5 separate regions of the Mus musculus genome follow, and all the other regions are linked to region 1. Evidence: chromatin contacts called from public HiChIP or PLAC-seq and promoter capture Hi-C data. All regions are on one chromosome and are shown on one strand. Each heading gives the region's core, a stretch centred on a gene start, on an enhancer-like site or on the middle of the called end of the contact. The rest is flanking DNA. Distances are from core to core; before and after follow the strand shown.

What was found. Promoter capture Hi-C pulls out the DNA fragments that hold promoters and counts their contacts. HiChIP or PLAC-seq counts read pairs in DNA pulled down with a chosen protein or histone mark.
Region 2: a promoter capture Hi-C map of pre-B cells shows a contact between it and region 1, with 3 times the contacts expected there. The contact joins the promoter of Ogdh here to the promoter of Pes1 in region 1. A contact is called at or near these places in 3 of 39 promoter capture datasets (the C10 cell line, liver and pre-B cells), 1 of 484 Hi-C or Micro-C datasets (B cells) and 1 of 9 other capture datasets (liver).
Region 3: a promoter capture Hi-C map of liver shows a contact between it and region 1, with 6 times the contacts expected there. The contact joins the promoter of Nudcd3 here to the promoter of Pes1 in region 1. A contact is called at or near these places in 1 of 39 promoter capture datasets (liver) and 2 of 9 other capture datasets (adipose tissue and macrophages).
Region 4: a contact with region 1 is called in a promoter capture Hi-C map of pre-B cells, with 5 times the contacts expected there. The contact joins the promoter of Tmed4 here to the promoter of Pes1 in region 1. A contact is called at or near these places in 3 of 39 promoter capture datasets (embryonic stem cells, liver and pre-B cells), 1 of 115 datasets of contacts at active chromatin or transcription factors (acute myeloid leukemia) and 1 of 9 other capture datasets (adipose tissue).
Region 5: an H3K27ac HiChIP or PLAC-seq map of embryonic stem cells shows a contact between it and region 1, with 31 times the contacts expected there. The contact joins the promoter of Camk2b here to the promoter of Pes1 in region 1.

Annotation. Positions count from the first base shown.
Region 1 is chr11:3,962,583-3,966,017 of GRCm38.p6, forward strand. Pes1 (pescadillo ribosomal biogenesis factor 1) reads left to right here and starts at 1,393. Exons shown (of 15, transcript NM_022889.3): 1 at 1,393-1,478. The coding sequence starts at 1,455.
Region 2 is chr11:6,289,813-6,293,555 of GRCm38.p6, forward strand. It overlaps Ogdh (oxoglutarate (alpha-ketoglutarate) dehydrogenase (lipoamide)), which reads left to right and starts at 1,785. Exons shown (of 23, transcript NM_010956.4): 1 at 1,785-1,881. Gm46270 (predicted gene, 46270) reads right to left here and starts at 2,451. Exons shown (of 1, transcript NR_168687.1): 1 at 5-2,451.
Region 3 is chr11:6,198,812-6,202,234 of GRCm38.p6, forward strand. Nudcd3 (NudC domain containing 3) reads right to left here and starts at 1,640. Exons shown (of 6, transcript NM_173748.5): 1 at 1,132-1,640. The coding sequence starts at 1,323.
Region 4 is chr11:6,272,866-6,276,232 of GRCm38.p6, forward strand. Tmed4 (transmembrane p24 trafficking protein 4) reads right to left here and starts at 1,972. Exons shown (of 5, transcript NM_134020.1): 1 at 1,809-1,972; 2 at 1,533-1,633; 3 at 1,243-1,368; 4 at 876-1,022. The coding sequence starts at 1,968.
Region 5 is chr11:6,063,622-6,067,000 of GRCm38.p6, forward strand. Camk2b (calcium/calmodulin-dependent protein kinase II, beta) reads right to left here and starts at 2,127. Exons shown (of 21, transcript NM_007595.5): 1 at 1,853-2,127. The coding sequence starts at 1,917.

The DNA.
Region 1 (3,435 bases), core at 143-2,642:
ATATTCAACATATGGAAATCACAGTTTCTTTTTTAAAGAGATAAATATGCTTACTGTATCAAGTATACAAAACCACTCTTATAAATACTGATAAAGAGAATGTTCATTCTTATTAAACTCATCTTTCAAAGTTACATTTCAGCTATACATGACTTTAAGCAGAAAACCAAGAATTTTTTTAACATTTTGAAGTAAAAGTAATAAAATTTAAAGGAAATTGATAAAAAAGTCATAAATTTTAACTTTTTTATAAACATGAAATTACCACCTTTAAGACTGACTTAAACCTATCATCAGATCTCATAAGTTTAAAAATTATCTTTATAGATGGAATGATATGTTTTAAATGTGCGCACAACTTTTATGTGTGTGTTGCAGATCTGAACTCCATATCCTTATGCTTGCATGTCAGGAATTCTGTCCACTGGGCCATCTCCTCAGTCCTGTTTTGTTTTCTTGGTTTTGTTGTTTTGAAACACTATCTCTAGCACAGGCTGGCCTGAAACTTGTGCTCTCCCAGCCTCAGACTCCTGTGTGCTGGGATTACAGGCACCACCATCATGCTATGCCTTCCATTATTTTTCTTTCTTTTCATTTTTGTTTTGTTTCGACAGTGCGTCACTCAATACCCTCGCTGTCCTGGAACTTAGCCTCGGACTCACAGAGATCCGTCCCTTCTGCCTCAACTCATTCCCCAAATATAAGCAGTTCCTTAGACCCTCTCCGTGTCCGTGGGAGGTCAAAGGTCGGCCTTTGCTCTATTTTATTCTAACTTGAACAAACTAGGTGCAGCTGAATCTAAGGTCAACAAGGCAAAATCTGGTCAGCTGGGTTTACAACGCCTAGCAACCGTTGCCATGACAATTGAACTCCCTTAAACTCACTGGCCTAGCATTACAAAAACTAGTAGCTTTAGGTTTAGTGAGCATTTCTGTTTTTGTTTGTTTGTTTGGTTGGTTTGGTTTTTAAAGAAAACATCAGCCAGGCGTGGTGACACACATCTTTAATCCCAGTACTCTGGAGGCAGAGGCAGGCGGATCTCTGGATTAGAGGCCAAACTACAGAGCTCTCTGAATCCCAGAAGGCTCCGGGCTGTCTGTCTCCCATCCCTTCAGTCCTGCTGTATCCCAAAATGCACTGGGGCTCGCGTGCTCAAACAACCGTGTCTAGGGTGCTTATAAAACTGCCTAAATTTCCATGTTGCTTTAAAGCTTGTCTATAGATTTTGGTAACTAAGAAAAGAACTGAAAGAACTACCACAATTGTTGAGCTTTAGAGAATTTGGTTGTAAATAACGAGGTCGCCAAAAGCACAACTTTCTCTGGATTTGTACAGGCATATTTTCAGACAGCCCTCAGCTGGCGGCGTGGGGTCCTTCAGGGCCCTAGGCAGGGCACGTGCGGGAGGAAGTAGCTCTGGTGTTCTGGCTGCCTTGAATTTCTCAACGTGGAGCTATGGGAGGTCTGGAGAAGAAGAAGGTGAGTGAGTTCCAGCGGAGGTCGGAGCTCCGGCTTTATCACTTTCCCTGGCCTCTGGGGACCGAGAAGTCTTGAGACGGCCGCCGGAGCGAACCTTCTGCACGTAGGCCCCTGGAAGCCGGGAAGAACTGTGACGGGCTTTCTGTGGAAGGAGTTGTGGAGACAGGCGGAGCCGCCAAAAGAGTGATCAGTGACCAACGGGACGTAGAATTCATTATCAAGACTTGGGACTTTCTTAATTGAGCCAGGCCCGGTCCTAGGTACTGGGAATTGAGAAGTAAGCAGTCAGATGCGGCCCCGCTTTCCCAGTGTCAACTTCAGATAAAGTGGCTAAGGGTTTTTAAGTGCGCTCCTGAGAAAGGGAGGGAGGGAGGAGCAGTAGAGTGGAGAGTATCAACAGGCGCTTAATCCGATTAGTGTTGTCTTGTAGGTCCTCTTCTGACGTAGCATTTTAGTGGAAATCAGTACTTAAAGAACACTTTAGTCTGGGGCATGAAAATGTTGGGAAGTGTGGATGGTCCCCAACCTTCCCCTAAGAGAATTCTCGGCACTCAGAGAAAGGAGAGACTAATATCAGCGTGCAGCTGTAGCTTCCAGCCGTCTCTTAGCCGTCTCTGTGTTTGATGGTTTATATGGGGTTAGGCGTTGTCACAATCTTATATTTTAGGATGACCCTTTTGTTCCTTTACAGGCTCTGGTTATGATAGTTTTATCTTTAGCAGATGGAACTTGCTATCCGTGTGATATTGGTGGTGCTCAATTCTCAAGGGAGAAAATGACCTTTTTTTTTTTTTTCTTTAGAAAAGGGGAAAGGGTGAGCAGGTTAAAAGCAGAAGTCAGTGCAGTTTTAGCTCTGTTGTCTCAGATTAGAGACAGTTTCTTCTTCCTATGCAACCTTGTTTCCCAAGTTTAAGCTTCTTAATCATAATTAATGTGAAAGCTTGCTGTTTTTCTTTTTTCATTCAGAAGTGCTTAGCAGAGAAAACAGAAGTGAATTCCACGGCCAGTAGGAAAGAGAGGCAGGTGGTGTGCAGGGTTTTGGACAGACAGTAGCATGGCTGTGAGATGTAAATAAGTGAGGTGCTGTCTAGGTGAGGCTGGGGCCGTATCATGTGAGGCTGGAACTTATTCTGAGTGGAGAAGACAAAGAAAGTAAGTGACTTGATCTGAGTTATTCTTGCTTCTGTAAGGAGACTGTGGGTATGAAGTAACTTTGGGATAGGAATGAAGAAGATGAGATGGGCTCAAGTCTTTCCTTTGACTTGCAAGTTTCTGGTAACAATCTGCTTTGTTGTTTTTAATTACTTTTTTTAAAGTTATTTTTTATTTATTTTTATGTATATGAGTGCTCTATCTGCATGTATACCCGCATGCCAGAATAGGGCATCAGATCTCATTATGGATGGTTGTGAGCCACAATGTGGTTGCTGGGAATTGAACTCTGAACCTCTGGAAGAGCAGCCAGTTCTCTTAACCACGGAGCCATCTCCCCAGCCCCTTTAATTACTTTTTTGAGACTATAATTGCATTATTCCCCCTTTCCCTCCAAACCTTTCCATATATTCTCACTTGCTCTCCTTCAAATTCATGGCCTCTTTTTAAAATGATTTTTATATAACATAGTATATATATGTTCCTAAATACATAAATACACCTGCTATATACTAGTGTGTGTGTGTGTGTGTGTGTGTGTGTGTGTGTCAGTCAGTGTGTGTCAGCGTCAGGGTTGACTGTTTGGTATTGGATAGCTAATTGGTCTGTTCTTCCCTGGGTAATACTGTTTCTCCCACTCACAGTATTGGTTGCCTGTAGGGTTCACATCTCTTGGCCTTTCTTCTATCCATGTTAGCAAGTCTGTTGTCCTTGTTCAGCTTATGTTTAGGCAGCCATGTTGAGAGACTTTCTGGGTGTAGTTTCTGACATCCTTGGAGACACAAATCTCAGCAAACTTCCTGAT
Region 2 (3,743 bases), core at 535-3,034, 2.3 Mb after region 1:
GCACTTGGGAGGCAGAGCCTGGTCAACAGAGTAAGTTCCAGGACAGCCAGTGCTACACAGAAAAACTCTGTCTCAAAAAAACACACAAACAAACAAACAAAAAAGGCCCTTAGCCATAAAGACTTGACACATCTCTGTAACTTTTTTTTTAAAGATATTTTATGTTTATCAGTAGTACACTGTTGCTGTCTTCAGACACACCAGAAGAGGGTATTGGATCCCATTACAGATGGTTGTGAGCCATCATGTGGTTGCTGGGAATTGAACTCAGGACCTCTGGAAGTCAGTGCTCTTAACTGCTGAGTCATCTCTCCAGCCCCTCTATAACTCTTTATGCAATCTGGATAGAGGGATTTGAGTACCTAGGCCACATTTAAGCTGCAATAGCAAGTTCTAACTGTGGGCTGAGGAATCTTGGCTTCTTAGCCCTTAGGCTTCTTAGGACGATATACCCCAGGTCCATGGGAGGACAACTCACGTGTACCATTGCTGATGCTTCTGCCCTTGTACTGTGGCCTATCACTGCTACCAAAGCTTGAAGAGCTTCTGGCATACTTGTGACTACTTGTGACTTCTATTTCAGTAGAGCAAAAGGACTCTCCAGCCAGCTCATCCAGCACTGGTGCCATTTGCCATACATAGCAAGGATAAACTGACAGTCTGTATTGCTGTCCATCAAAAACTACTCTGCTAAAAAAGAGAAACAAGCGGAGAGTTAAAGGCCATGAGCATGAAGCTGGGCATGGGACTTATAGCTATAGTCCTAGCACCTGGTATATGCAGGTAAAAGAAACAGAGCAAGGTCAGCCTACATTATGAAATTGAATCCAGCCTCAGCTACATGCCATTGTCTCAAACAACAACAACAAAAGACATGAGTATGAAATGAACCACTCTCCTTTTTGAGACCTGATCCAACTGTGTAGCCCAGGCTGCCCACAAGAACTCTATGTAGCCCATCTTGACCTCCCAATTGGTCAGTTTTTCTCTGTTCTGAAATTGCAGGTGTGTGCTGCAAAATCTGGCTGAATATTTTTGTTAGTTTTTTATTTTGTTTCCCAAGACAGGGTTTCTCTATGTGGCCCTGAAACTCTCTCTGTAGACCAGGCTGACCTCAAACTCAGAGATGAGCCTGCCTCTGCTTCTGAGTGCTCTGCTTTAAGGTGTGCACTCACACAGCCAGGCTCTGGCTTAACATTTTGACACGGGGAACATTTCATATTAGTGAAGTGTAACAGGTTAACTAGTGGATTTTGTCTGTTTAGAGCAGGCTCTGGAGCCAGGAAGATCCAGGGGGACCCCAGCACAGCTTCCTGTCAGAATACTAGCAGGAACACCCAAGTCGCATGACAACCAAGTCACATTAGACCTCGCTAACTAATCTTCATAAGGACTGCTGCAAAACAAGTGTTCAAAATAGTCACTCATGTTATTCAAATTATTTTGTGCAGGGATACATTTTACCAACCCAACTATTATTTAGGGCAGCTTGTTTTGGATACAAAGCCCGTGGGCCTCAAAGTCGCAGCGCTCCTGCTTCGGCCCGCCAAACGCTTCAATTATCAGACGGCATCCCACGCCCTGAATGTACCAGGTTCTTAACAAGCTTCGGAAGCGTCTCCCGTGTAACTGCTAATGACAGCCGAAAGACAGTGAGCAACAGGCTGGCTTTGGCCAGATGCAAAGTTCTGCATTGGCGCGAAGCCCGAGCGAGCGACTGAAACCCAATTCTGTGACGTCACGTCACGCCCACAGCCTGTCTTGCAGGCCGCTCCTCTGGGGCCGGGCTACGCGTTGACGCCACACGCCGGGGCGGGGCTGAGAGTTTGGAGCCCGGAGTGGTGTCGGCGCTTCACTCGGGTGGAGCTGAACGGGAGACAGGTAACCTTGTGCGGCAGACGGGCTCCGTCCAGGGCTGGGAGGCTCGGCGCTTGACACCCGGAGCTCGCGGCCGAGGGTGAGGCCTATGCGTCCTTGCTTCCGGAGTGCCTGAGTGACGGGCGTGAAGCCGGACAGAGCCGGGCTGGCGGAGGGCGGCGATGGTGGGCGGGGGACGAGACCTGACGGACAGACGTTATAGCCAATGGCGTGGCAGGGTCCTCCAGGCGGGCGGAGATTGGCGGACGCGGACTTGCGCCGGGGGTCGGGGGGCCGAGCGCTATTGGCTCTGGCGGCGGAGCCGCGAAGGTGGCGGGCTAGGGAGTAGGTGGCCTGGCGGCCCGGGAGAGCCCCAAGGTCGCGGCGTGTCACGTGGACCGGTCGCTCCCTCTGGCCCGCGCGCGTTCTTTTGTCCTGCGTGCGCTGACCCCAGCAGGCCGCCGTCCTTGTGTTCGCCGTGCCCGGACACGGCGCTGACCTTGGTGCCTGCGGCAGCCCCACCTGCCGGTATGAGGTAAACCAGGCTGTCGGCCAAGGTGACACTGGTTTCCCTAGAAACACCATCCACGCACCGCTTTCCTCGCGAGAGTGTGTGACAGATGTGAGTTATACCCAGAGTGACTGGGAAGCCTGCTACTGTGCCCTCGCATGAGTTACCAGATCATGTTTCTTTTGCCCACCGAGCAGTGTGCCAGTCTCTGAAGTGACAGGTTCGGCAAGAATCCTCACGTGGATACCATGTAAAGACAGGAGAGCGGAGTGTAGGGCATTTGAGTATCTACACGGTGAAGGAGCAGGGTGAGGTGTGGAAAAGGGATTAAAGGTAATGAGAAGTGACGGGCTAGGTGTTGTGCGCATGCGTAACTCAACTTCCTGACTGTAAGATCAGAAAATGGCGGCGTTAAGCATCATTGGAGGGTGGAGTTTTAGATCCTTGACGTCAAAAGGTCACTCAAGGAACACCTCTACAGGCCCAAGTGGGGTCAGTGGGGTCAACCTGTATTCGATGGAGGTCTCTACGTCCGTAAGTGTTATCTGTATATAGTGAAGCTATTGCGAATGTGCAACTGGTCTTCATCACCCTAAGTAGAAGCGTGTAACTAAAAATAGAAGTAAAAATTTCCCCCAGCTTTTCTGTGGATTTCATTGCCCTTACAGGCCCTACTTGTGTCTGTGTATCCTGTGCTCTGACATTGAGCAGAGGACACCGTTGGAGTTCCTCTGTTTGTCTGATCCTCTAGCCTTGCCCTTGAAGGTGGAACCAGGTAGATTAGTAGGTGGCGTTAGGAAAGTGACACTATAATTGTCTTTTTCTCTTTTTCTATCCTTGTCATTTTGTATCACATACTATGCAGCTTTCTTTCTTTTTTTTTTTTTAATTTAAAAGGTTACATTTATTTGTAGGTAGGGAGATGTGCACACGTGACAGTGCTTGTGTAGATGTCACGGGGCAACTTGTGAGCGCTGGTTCTCATCTTTCATCTTTCTAGGGGTTGACCACAGGTGATCAGGTTTGGTGACACTGGTCCAATTTGCAGGCCCCTACTTTCTTTCTTGGTATATACACATTTAGTCTTGCTTATCTCTAAGGCAGATTGATCTTCTCATTATTTATGTGCCTTTCAGTTGCTGGTAATTGCCTTTTCTGTGCCGTTTATTTTATTAAATAATAATGGGGCTATTCTTGGAAATATGATTAATATTTCCATGAAATGTGTGTTTTCAACCTGACTTTCAGTGTTGCTGTCTTGGAAATGATAGTCTTGTAGACCAGCACATACTTTATTCTGTTTTATCTACCTGTCTATTGGGCTTCTCCTGATGATGTGTTAGGATTTATAGTGATGTGTTAAAATTTTAATCTT
Region 3 (3,423 bases), core at 390-2,889, 2.2 Mb after region 1:
TATCTGAGGTTGATGCCAGAGTGAGTTCCAGGACTTCAGAGCTACACAGGAAAGCCCTGTCTGGGGCTGATGCAGGGGTCAACAAACAGCAAAGGTGACATGAAGCACTTTATAGGTTTGTGAATCAGACTCTACACGCCCCTCAAAACCTACTTCAACGTCTCCTACAAAACTGTCTCAATTTCCTAACTACCACTTCTATCACTTCCTTCCAAAGAGCTCTACCACACAGAGAACTAGCAGAGCTCTCTATTAGTGTCTGTGCTTTACTCTCTGTACAGTGTCAAAAGTAGACAGACCATTATTTAAATATCCATACCATCAGAGTCTATACCGCAGCTGAGAGTGTTAAATATATTCATTAAATGTTTGCTTATTACTAACTCAACAATGTCAACAATCCCAGCGCGGGAGCGTCGGGAAGGAGGACCATAAGTTCGAAGCCATCCTGATCTACCTGGCAAGTTCCAAGTCAACCAGGGCTACACAGCAAGATCTTGTCTCGAAAGAAAACAGTTTTTAAAAAGGTGTCCAAACAACTTGAGTCAGTCATTAGTAACGCTTCAAAAACAATAAATATAACCTAGGACATATAAATTTTAATCCAAATGTAAATTTCGTAAACATTACAATTGTCCACCAACTTAGTAAGTCACTGGCAAGAGGCCACACCCACCAATCAATACATACCAGTCATTCCTGCCACCTCCGAGCCCGGGAATTCTGAAATCTACTAGTTTCTCCCGCTGTGAAAGTCCTCCTCCTACAGCCTGCACGGTTTGAACCCTGCCTAACAAGCCCCTTGCACCGTTCTGGGGATGCCCACAGGGCGCTGGGAGGCCCTCAAACCCAGGCTGACAGGTCCAACACCTAAGCATCTCCCGCACAAACCCAGCCTGTACCCAAAGAAGCGCATTCCTGCCAACGGATCCGTGGGTCAGATAACGCCTGGCCATTTACTCAAATCACCTGGTGGCACCCCAGAGAGAATCACAAACCCTGAAGGGTGGGCTACGGAGTGGCGCAGTTCCCAGACGTAGGACGCGAGCCGGGGCACCTCTGGCGCTGGGAGGTGGAACTGGGGTAAGGACCTGCTGGACCCCAACGGCCCGCCGCCTCTCTCCACCTCACCTGCAGCACCAGGGCCTGTGCGGCCCCGGGCGGGAAGCCCATGCGGTCCGAAGGGTGGCGCAGCAGGCGGTAGAAGTCGGTCTTGCGGTAGAGAAAGCCGAAGAGCACGCGCAGAAAGTCCTGGACATTGCCCACGTGCTGCAGGATGCCCAACAGGGCCTGGTCATAAAGCTCAGCAGCCCCGGGCTCCATGGCTCTGCTGCCCGAGGGACGCGAACACAGTGGGCACCGCCTCACACCGGCTGATTGGCCACTTCCGGCGTGCGCGCCTAACGGCTCCCCCCGGACAGCGAAGACGCGGAACTTCCGGTCCGCGCTTGTTACTACCGGCGGTAACCGATCGTCGTTCTTGCGGCTCTGCTGGATCTCCTCCGCCGCGACACTTGCCTAAAGGAGATTGGTATGCGCTCAGTACGGTTCCTACATGCAAGAATAACCATGGTCACGATGCGGAGAGCGCTTGCCAACCATGTTTGAAGAGGGCGGAAGCATTGTGGTGACGGCCACTTGACGTAGTCCCTGGAGGTGTCACGTGGTCTGGGAGCCTTTCTTCTTTCTGGATTGAATTCCTGCGTAGGTGTCTGGTGCGCCTTCTTATAATACCACATTTTGTTTGTTAGCGGAGGGAACGGAAAAGGAATATTGTAGAATTGTATGGAATTCCTATTAACAGAGCTATGAGTGAAACTCAGAAGGTTGCACCAGATTTCAAGGTGACTTGAAAGGACAAGAAAAGTGTGAAAAGCTCAGTGAAGGAAAAAAAGAAGTATGATACTGTAAATATGTGTGTGTGCATCCGTATGTATAGCATGTGTGTATACACGTGCCGTTACTAATACGTGCATATAGACATTTTAAGAAAACGTTTATGTAAGGTTGACACACAATCAATCTGTGGTTTATACCTGTAATCCCCGCATCCAAATCATGGCCAACCTGGGCTATAGAGTCAAACCCAGTCTCAGAAGAGGGTTGGGGGGAGACGAAAGACAGACAGATTAGGAACATATGCTAGGTCACAAACCGAAGACAAATGGCTGAGATGCCTAATAAAATATCAAAGCAGACTCTGGCCACCAGTCTCCCTCAGTACCTTCTGGTACAGGATCCTTCTGGCTGGCATACTAATCCTGACCTCTACCCTAAACTTCTCCAGTCCAGAGTCTGAGCTGGCCTTTTCCTCCCCAAGCTTCTCTGATTCCTATGTAACCCAGCCATTTTGGTTATGAGGTCCTTTTTACCCTTTGGCCTCTTGGTCTCCTGGCCTCTTGACTCCAGGTCTCTTCTACCCTCTCCCCTAACCCTTCTCACATGGCCCAGCTCATTCTACAGCCACTTCCACCCTGAATTCTCCCAGATGCCTCTGCTTCTGGCTGTCTGCTCCCTCCTGTCTACAATAAACCTCCTCCACCATACCTAGAAGCCATCATGTCCTCCTTTTTGTTTTTTTTTCATTCAATGTAGCTAAATTGGTAAAGTGTGTGACTAATGTGTCCTGAGTGTTGTATAAACTGTGTAGTAACCCACATGTGTGACTAATGTGTCCTGAATGTTGTATAAACTGTGTAGTAACCCATACCTGTAAACCTAGCACTGGGAAGGTGGCGACAGAACCAGAAATGTTTATTCATCCACATAGCCAGTTCAAGACCAACTTGGGCTCTGCAAGGAGATCCTGACCGGAAAAAAAACAACAACAACAACAAAAAAGATTTTAATGAATTTCATCTCTACTAGACTAACTAACATCTACAAATTAACTTTTTTAAAAGACATTGTCTTACTCTGCAGCCTTGGCTGCCCTGGAACTCGCTGTATAGACCAAACTGTCCTCAAATTCACAGAAATATGCCTGTTTCTGCCTGCCAAGTGCAGAAGTAAAGATATATGCCACCACACAGAGCAAAATACTGATTTTACTTTTGTTTTCTTGTAGTTCTAGGAGACAAACTCAGGGTCTTGAACATGTTAGGAAAATGCTTTTCCAGTAAGAGACATTCCAGGCTTAACAAATAACTTAATAGTGTTGGGCCTTAGCAAATTTTAAGTAAAGCCATACAGATAAATTGATGTAAATTTTTTCAACTTAGAATTTATGATCGTGCTCTTGGAAGGCAGAGGCAGGCGGATTTCTGAGTTCGAGGCCAGCCTAATCTACAGAGTAAGTTCCAGGACGGCCAGAGCTACACAGAGAAACCCTGTGTCAAAAAAAACCAACCAAACAAAAAATTATGATCTTAAATTTTGTTTCAAGAACCCATGGAGCAACCGCGATGGCTCAGACAGTTGGTG
Region 4 (3,367 bases), core at 722-3,221, 2.3 Mb after region 1:
GGTGGCACACGCTTTTAATCCCAGCACTCGGGAGGCAGAGGCAGGCGGATTTCTGAGTTCGAGGCCAGCCTGGTCTACAGAGTGAGTTCCAGGACAGCCAGGGCTATACAGAGAAACCCTGTCTCGAAAAAAACAAAACAAACAAACAAAAAAAGACCAAGACCATAAGCAAAAAGTAGAACTGCAGCAGAACATGGGAAAGGGGGAGCTGGTGTTTACTGATAATCAGGATCACAGAGGAAACATCCAAACCTCAGCTAGGGAAGAGGAGAGCTCAATGTGGTCAGGGTTGCTGGGAAGGTGAAAGTGATGCAGATAGACAGCAGGGATGGGGGCAACGGGACATGAATCTACGTAATGCCACAGCTCTGTACGCTTACACATAGTTAAAATGTTAGGTTTTATATGTATTTCATAACAAACAAACAGAAAAAAATATTAAATGGTCTACAGCCACACCATCCTGAACACCTGAGATCTGATCTCAGAAGCTAAGCAGAGCCAGGCCTGGTTCATACTTGGATGGAAGACCACCTAGAAATAGTGAGTGATGTAAGCTTTTAGAACTTATATACACATATATGTATTTATATATAATATAGTCATTAAAATAAATATAATACATTTTATATACGGATATATAATACAGACACACACACATGACTGGAGGTGTGGCTCAATGGTAGAGAGCTTGCCTAACGTCCAACCCTGCCACTGTAGACATATACAGAAATCGAGGAAAGAAAAGCAAACCCAAACCTCACCTATGTAGACTGACTGGTAACTCCCACATTCCCGAGTAGAGAAGTCCCCAGCAGCCACGTTGCACAGTGGGTTTAAAGGTCAAGTACAGCCTCCAAGTTCAAGTCCCTTACCCTCTGATAATCCTGCTCCTTCTGGATCTGTTCCACCTGGTCAAGCAACTGGCGAGCTCGAAGCTGGAGCTCTGTTAACTTATCCTTAGCAGCGATCTCGGGGTAGTTGTTGGCATGCTCTCCAACCTGGATGTCCAAGTGTACACGCTACAAGGAAACAGGACGAAATGACGGGGGTGCCACCCACCGTCTGTTACCGCTATGGAGTCTGATTCTTGTCTCTGGCTGAATGAGGAAGAAGGACATCCAGTTCTAACTGTACCCACTTGCTGCCCCCAGAAAGGCAAAGTTAAAAGAAAAAAGAAAAGACAGCAAGAAATCAACCTTGGTATCAAGTGAGAAACTCTAAGGCTGATGAGCCTCTTACCAGTTTGCCTCCAGCGAAGAGAGCCATTCTGGTGGAGTTGGAGTGAAGACAAATCTGATGGTCACCGGGTGTGTGGGATGTGAACGTGAAACGGCCCTCGGAGCCGTATTGCCGGGACAGTACAACCTGCAAACACGCATCAAGCCCCAATTTTACAACGATCTCTTAAAATGCGGGACCTGGTACCTGGGGACTTTCTCAGGACCACGGCGGTATTTTCCATCCCATAAAGACATTAACGGACAGCTGGCGCCAGCTAGAACCTTTTTAGCGAGGTGGTGGGGGTTTACCTTGCCGTCCGGGTCCTTCACCTCTACATGCATGCCCAGGCCGGGGGTCGACGGCAGGAACACCTCTTTCTGTTTGTCCCACATCTGAGTTCGATAGTTGCCTGCAGAGTAGACACACAGTCACAACCTAGCCCCCAGGAGGTGGCCCCAGGGCACTGTGCAGGGGAGCTGGTGCCCTCAAGGCACCCTCGGGATGGGGTCGAGCTGACAGGGAAGGAGGGGTGCTTCCAAGGGCCAGCTGAAAACAAAGGGCCTCTCCACCCTCAGCCCCCTGACCGATGACCATGGTCTCGTCGGGTATTTCCTCGATGAAGCAGCGCTTCTCAGTCTCGCCGATGTGGAAATAGAGCCCACGGGCACACGCAGCACACACAGTAAGCACCAGCAGCCCAAATCGCACCATCCCCTGCAGCGGTCCGACCCCAACACCTGCCATTGCGCCTCAACCTTGCACATGCGCACACTTGCGCACTGCTCAGCGTTTGCGCACCCGCTTGGAAACGGAACATGCGCCTGCGCAGTGTCGCAGTCCCTCAGCTCCCTTTCGAAACCCGGTCCGCTGTACACCCGACCCCAAGCTTGCATTGTTCTGCGCCCGAGCGTCCCCTAGCGTAAACTAGCCTTACAGAGAGAAAAGGCCGGCCCAATGAAGCTGCCCAGGGCTTCTGTCCCTTGTCTTTAGGCTTGATTGCCCTTGTTAGGCACCTCTCTGCGCCTGTGCTCTGTGTAAGGAGAAGCAAGCGTACTTTTCGGGGAAGGGTGCTAGGCGACTTGAGATGGTTAACCTGAACAGCGTGAGTTCTTCTGGTCCCCAGCACCTGAAGTAAAATAAACCTTTCTTTTGAGCACCCTACAGAAGAGAACACATTGTGTCATTTCACAACTGCAGGACTTATTGAGTCACAATAAATTCAAAGATAGCTTAGTTTACACAGCCTCCTGAGCAGTGTATTATCACACCTGACGCTGCTGGGTGCTGAGGATGGAGCTTCTTGCAAGCTGGCCAAGCACTCTACCAACTGAGCTACCGCCAACTGAAACAGGTTCTTTTATCCAGTTTTAATTACTATCAAGTCATACATTATATATCATATAGTGATTATGTCTATGTGTATGACCTAGCATTGACTGTCAACTTGACACAACAGGGAAGAGGGAACCTCAACTGAGGACTGGCCTCCATTGGACTAGCTTGTGAGCTTGTCTATGGGGCATTTTCTTGGTTGTTAGTTGATAGAGGGCCTAACCCACTATGGGTGGTAGCATCCCTGGGCAGATGGTCCTGGGTCGTATAGTAAAAGTAGCTGAGAAAGCCAGAGGCAAGCCAGAGGCAAGCCAGTAGGCAGCACTTCTCCATAGCTGCTGCTTCAGTTTCTGCCTCCACATTCCTGCCACGGGTTCCTGCCCTGGCTTCTTTCGGTATGGATTGTAACCCAGAAACCAATAAACGCTTTCCTCCCATTCTGCTTTTGGTCGTGGTGTTTATCAGAGCAACAGAAAGCAAGCTAGGACTGTGTGTGTGTGTGTGTGTGTGTGTGTGTGTGTGTGTGTGTGTGTGTGTTAGAGAAGCCTTACAAAAAGGTTTAAAAGGATGCAACATAGTTCAAGGAGTTCAAAGAGGTCTTAATGGGAGGCAGAGGCATAGAGCCAATAGGCACTGTGGTAGTTCTGTTAGATTAACTGAACTAATCACAGAGCTGTTGTTGAAGATTTCAGAGCTGAGAGACATAGAGTTGAACCAAGCAGAAGCAGAACTGAAATGCAGGATCACAGGACCATGAATACGAAGTTCAGGACTAGGTCCAAATGAACCAAGGAAATGAATAGCAGCAGAG
Region 5 (3,379 bases), core at 877-3,376, 2.1 Mb after region 1:
GGTGTCTACCGCAAATGTCACCCTCCAGCGGCCGTTCCCCAGCGGGGGTGCTGCTGGCCACCTTATGTTGCTGCTCGGCCCAGGACAGCGCCCACCAACGGGGAAAACTAGCCCACCTAGGTGGTCTGTAGGTTACGGGCTCCTCATGTGGACTGCTCAGAAGATACCAAGAGGCCTAGGGTGGGAGACAAGCCCCTGGGCATACAGGAGAAGGTGACAAGAAGGTTCCCTAGGAAGGAGAGGCTTCCCACTGCTGCCACCTGCCCTGGCAGCACACAGCTGTGGGGGGATGAACCTGGCTCGGAAGAGCTCTTCGAGGCATCAGAGGATCTGTGAGCTGCAGGGCTGGCCCCCATAACCCCGAGGCTGCCTTAGCTCCACCTGAGGACTCCCCAGCCCACCACCTCTTCCTCACAGAGCATGCCCCCACAGGCTACTGGAAGGTTCTTCAACGCCTGCAAGCGTGAGGCACAGCGCTGAAAGGGCGCTGAGCTCTCCAGGCTGGGATGGCTGTCCGGGTCCACCCAGCCTTGTTCCTTCCCATCCAGTATAGACTTCCTCCTGTCACTCCACTTGGCTCCTCACCCCCGCCCCCCAAGACCTGACCCAAATCCTGTTGGCACGTGCAGGAAGGAGTGGGGAATGCACACACCCCCACACTCCTCCAGCGGGGCACTCCACAATTATCAGTGATCAGCGTCCCTCGCCCACCACAAGCTTTCAGACGCTTTTTCAGTAAAGGGAAAAAAAGGATTTGCGGCTGGATGTGTAAGAGGAAATCTCGCCAGCGCCCCCACGGCACAAGACGGATGGGGGAGGGGAGAGGGAGTGGGAAGGAAGATCCAGCTCTGGAGTTAAGCAGCCAGCACCTAAGGATGCCCCTGCAGTCACCTTAAATCACAGAGGGAAGCCCCAGGCCCCTGAGGGGCTTCGCTGTTTCTGAGACCCTAGGACAAAGCCAGGTCTGGACGTTCACAATCATAGCTTCACCCCCATATTGCTTGTACTGCGGAGCAGCGTCTTGGCGCCAGGGCACCTGTTCCCCACGAGGCCCTACTAGAAATACGCCTTTAGAGTCCCTCCCCTCAGCCCTCCCACCACAGGAGGAAAAAAAAAAAAAAGGTCCAGAAGCCAGCCTCTCTCTGCCTCGATGACCCTGAAATCAGAGGCCCAACTGGTTCCCTGTCTCTCTCTCCTCACTCTCTCACCCCCACCCCCACTCCACGGCCTGATCCTGGCTCTCTGACCTCGTCCACCCCCTCCAAGTTCTTGTTTCCAGAAGAATCTGGGGGGAAAATCCTCTAGAACCCAGATTCCCCAAGGGACCCAAGGCAGAAGCTGCTCCCACGCTGCTCCCCCAAAGCAGATGGGGCCACGCGAGGAGCAGGCGCGGAGCGGGTCCGCTACCGCTGCCGCCCGCCTCTCGGGTGGGGGTGAGGACAGCGTGCCCACACCGGAGACGACCCCCTGAGGCCATGACCGACCCCTCGGGCACTCTAGGCCTGGCAGCCGCCCCCGGGTGCCGCTCCTCTCTGACCTCCCCGCCGCCAAATGCGTCACGTCTGCCCGGCGCTCGGGGGACACCTGCTGCCGCCCCCGCCGCGCCGCGTCCATGTCCCTGAGTCCCGGTCCCCGCTAAGCTATGGCACCCGGCAGGGCCGTAAGCACTGCGGTGGAGGAGCGGGGCCCAGAACCCAAGGCACGGGGGTCGGGGCTGCACGGGGCTGTGCGCTTGGGCCCGCAGCTGGAAGGAGCCGGGGGCGCGCGGGGCCGCAGTGCGCGCGAGGCGGGCGGCGATGGGGTCCCTGCTCCCCGGGGTCTGCGGACAGCCCGCGCGCGCCGAGGCTCTTACTTGCCAATATCCTCGTATAGCTGGTACTCGTCGGTGAAACGGGTGCAGGTCACCGTGGTGGCCATGGCGGTGGCGATCGGGCTCGGCGTGCGCTCGGCTGCGCTCGGGCGGCGGCGACTCCGGCTCCCGCTCGCGGGCACGGCGGCGACACGGGCGCGGGCGCGGGAGACACCTCGGCTCGCGGCGCCGGGCGGGGGCCGGGCTGGGCTGCGCCGGGCGGCGAGCGCACGCGAGATCTGCTCGCTCTGTCCCCGCCAGGAGCGCGCCGCACACCTACGCGCGCAGAGGCGCGGGCGCCGCTGTCGCCGCCGCGCCCGCCCCGCCCGCCGCCCCTTGCACGCGCCTCACTCGCACCGTACACACGCCTGCACCCGCACACTCACCGCACCCGCGCCTTGTACCTGCACTAGCGCCCGCGCCTGCACGCGCACTGCGCCCGCACCCTGCACCCGCACCGCGGCTCCCCTCGCATGCCCGTCGCGCCCGCGCCGGCACCCGCACTGCGCCCGCACCATGCAATCCCACCCGTGCTCGCGCCCTATCCCAGCACATGGGCTGCACCACACGGTGCCCACGCACTGCGTCTGACCCTCTAGGCCCGCGCCCTGCACGGACAAGCCAATGGGCTGACTCTTCTGCTGCCGCAGTTGAACAGTGAACCCAGACTCTTATCCCCTAAAGGCCCACCTCCCCTAGACTGCAGGAGGGAACTGCACCCCATTTGGGAGTCGCCCTCCACTGGGCTCCTCCATTCCCCATACCCCTCATAAGACCCTTCCCACCTTCCTATTCGTGGCAGAGCTGCCCACGAGTCTCCTAGGCTGAATGGGATGAGAGAAAATGGATAGGGAGGTGGTCCCGAGTCTCTCCCTGCTTCTCCTAGGACTGGCAACTAGGATGTCTTCTGCCTGTGGTGAACATTCGGAGTGCAGATTGAGGCAGCAAAACGTGGGCTGCTCAGCTCTTTCAGGGACTCCTGTGACTTCTGAGAGCTCACAGCCATCCTGCCCAGATAGCCTGGGCAGCCCTTTCCCTCTGCCCTGGCCAGGAAAAGGAGCCTCCATTCTTTCCAGTCTCTTGAAAGTGGCCCTGAAGAAGGAGGGCACAGGTGGATTTCCACAAGGCCCCCTCCTCACCCCCAACCAGCATCCCCGATTTGACTCTTGGTGTTTGGAGCCAGGCCCCCAGGGGCACAGGTGGATTTCCACAAGGCCCCCTCCTCACCCCCAACCAGCATCCCCGATTTGACTCTTGGTGTTTGGAGCCAGGCCCCTCTGGGGGGACTTTGCAGCCAGTTTGGGCGGCACTGTTCGGCGATCTTCTGGATTCTTCCCACTTACTGATCCCCAAGAGCAGATTTGATGGACTCAGATCTCAACCAAAGACTAGCCCTGGACTGCAGGATCTTCTTAGTCTAGCAAGTGTCTTCTTAGGAGAATGAGGGGTCTCTGCTGGGCAGCTACTAGAGGTCTTCCTAAAGGTACATTTGACAGAGTGCTGCCAGGGGAAGCTAGGCCTCCTGGCAAG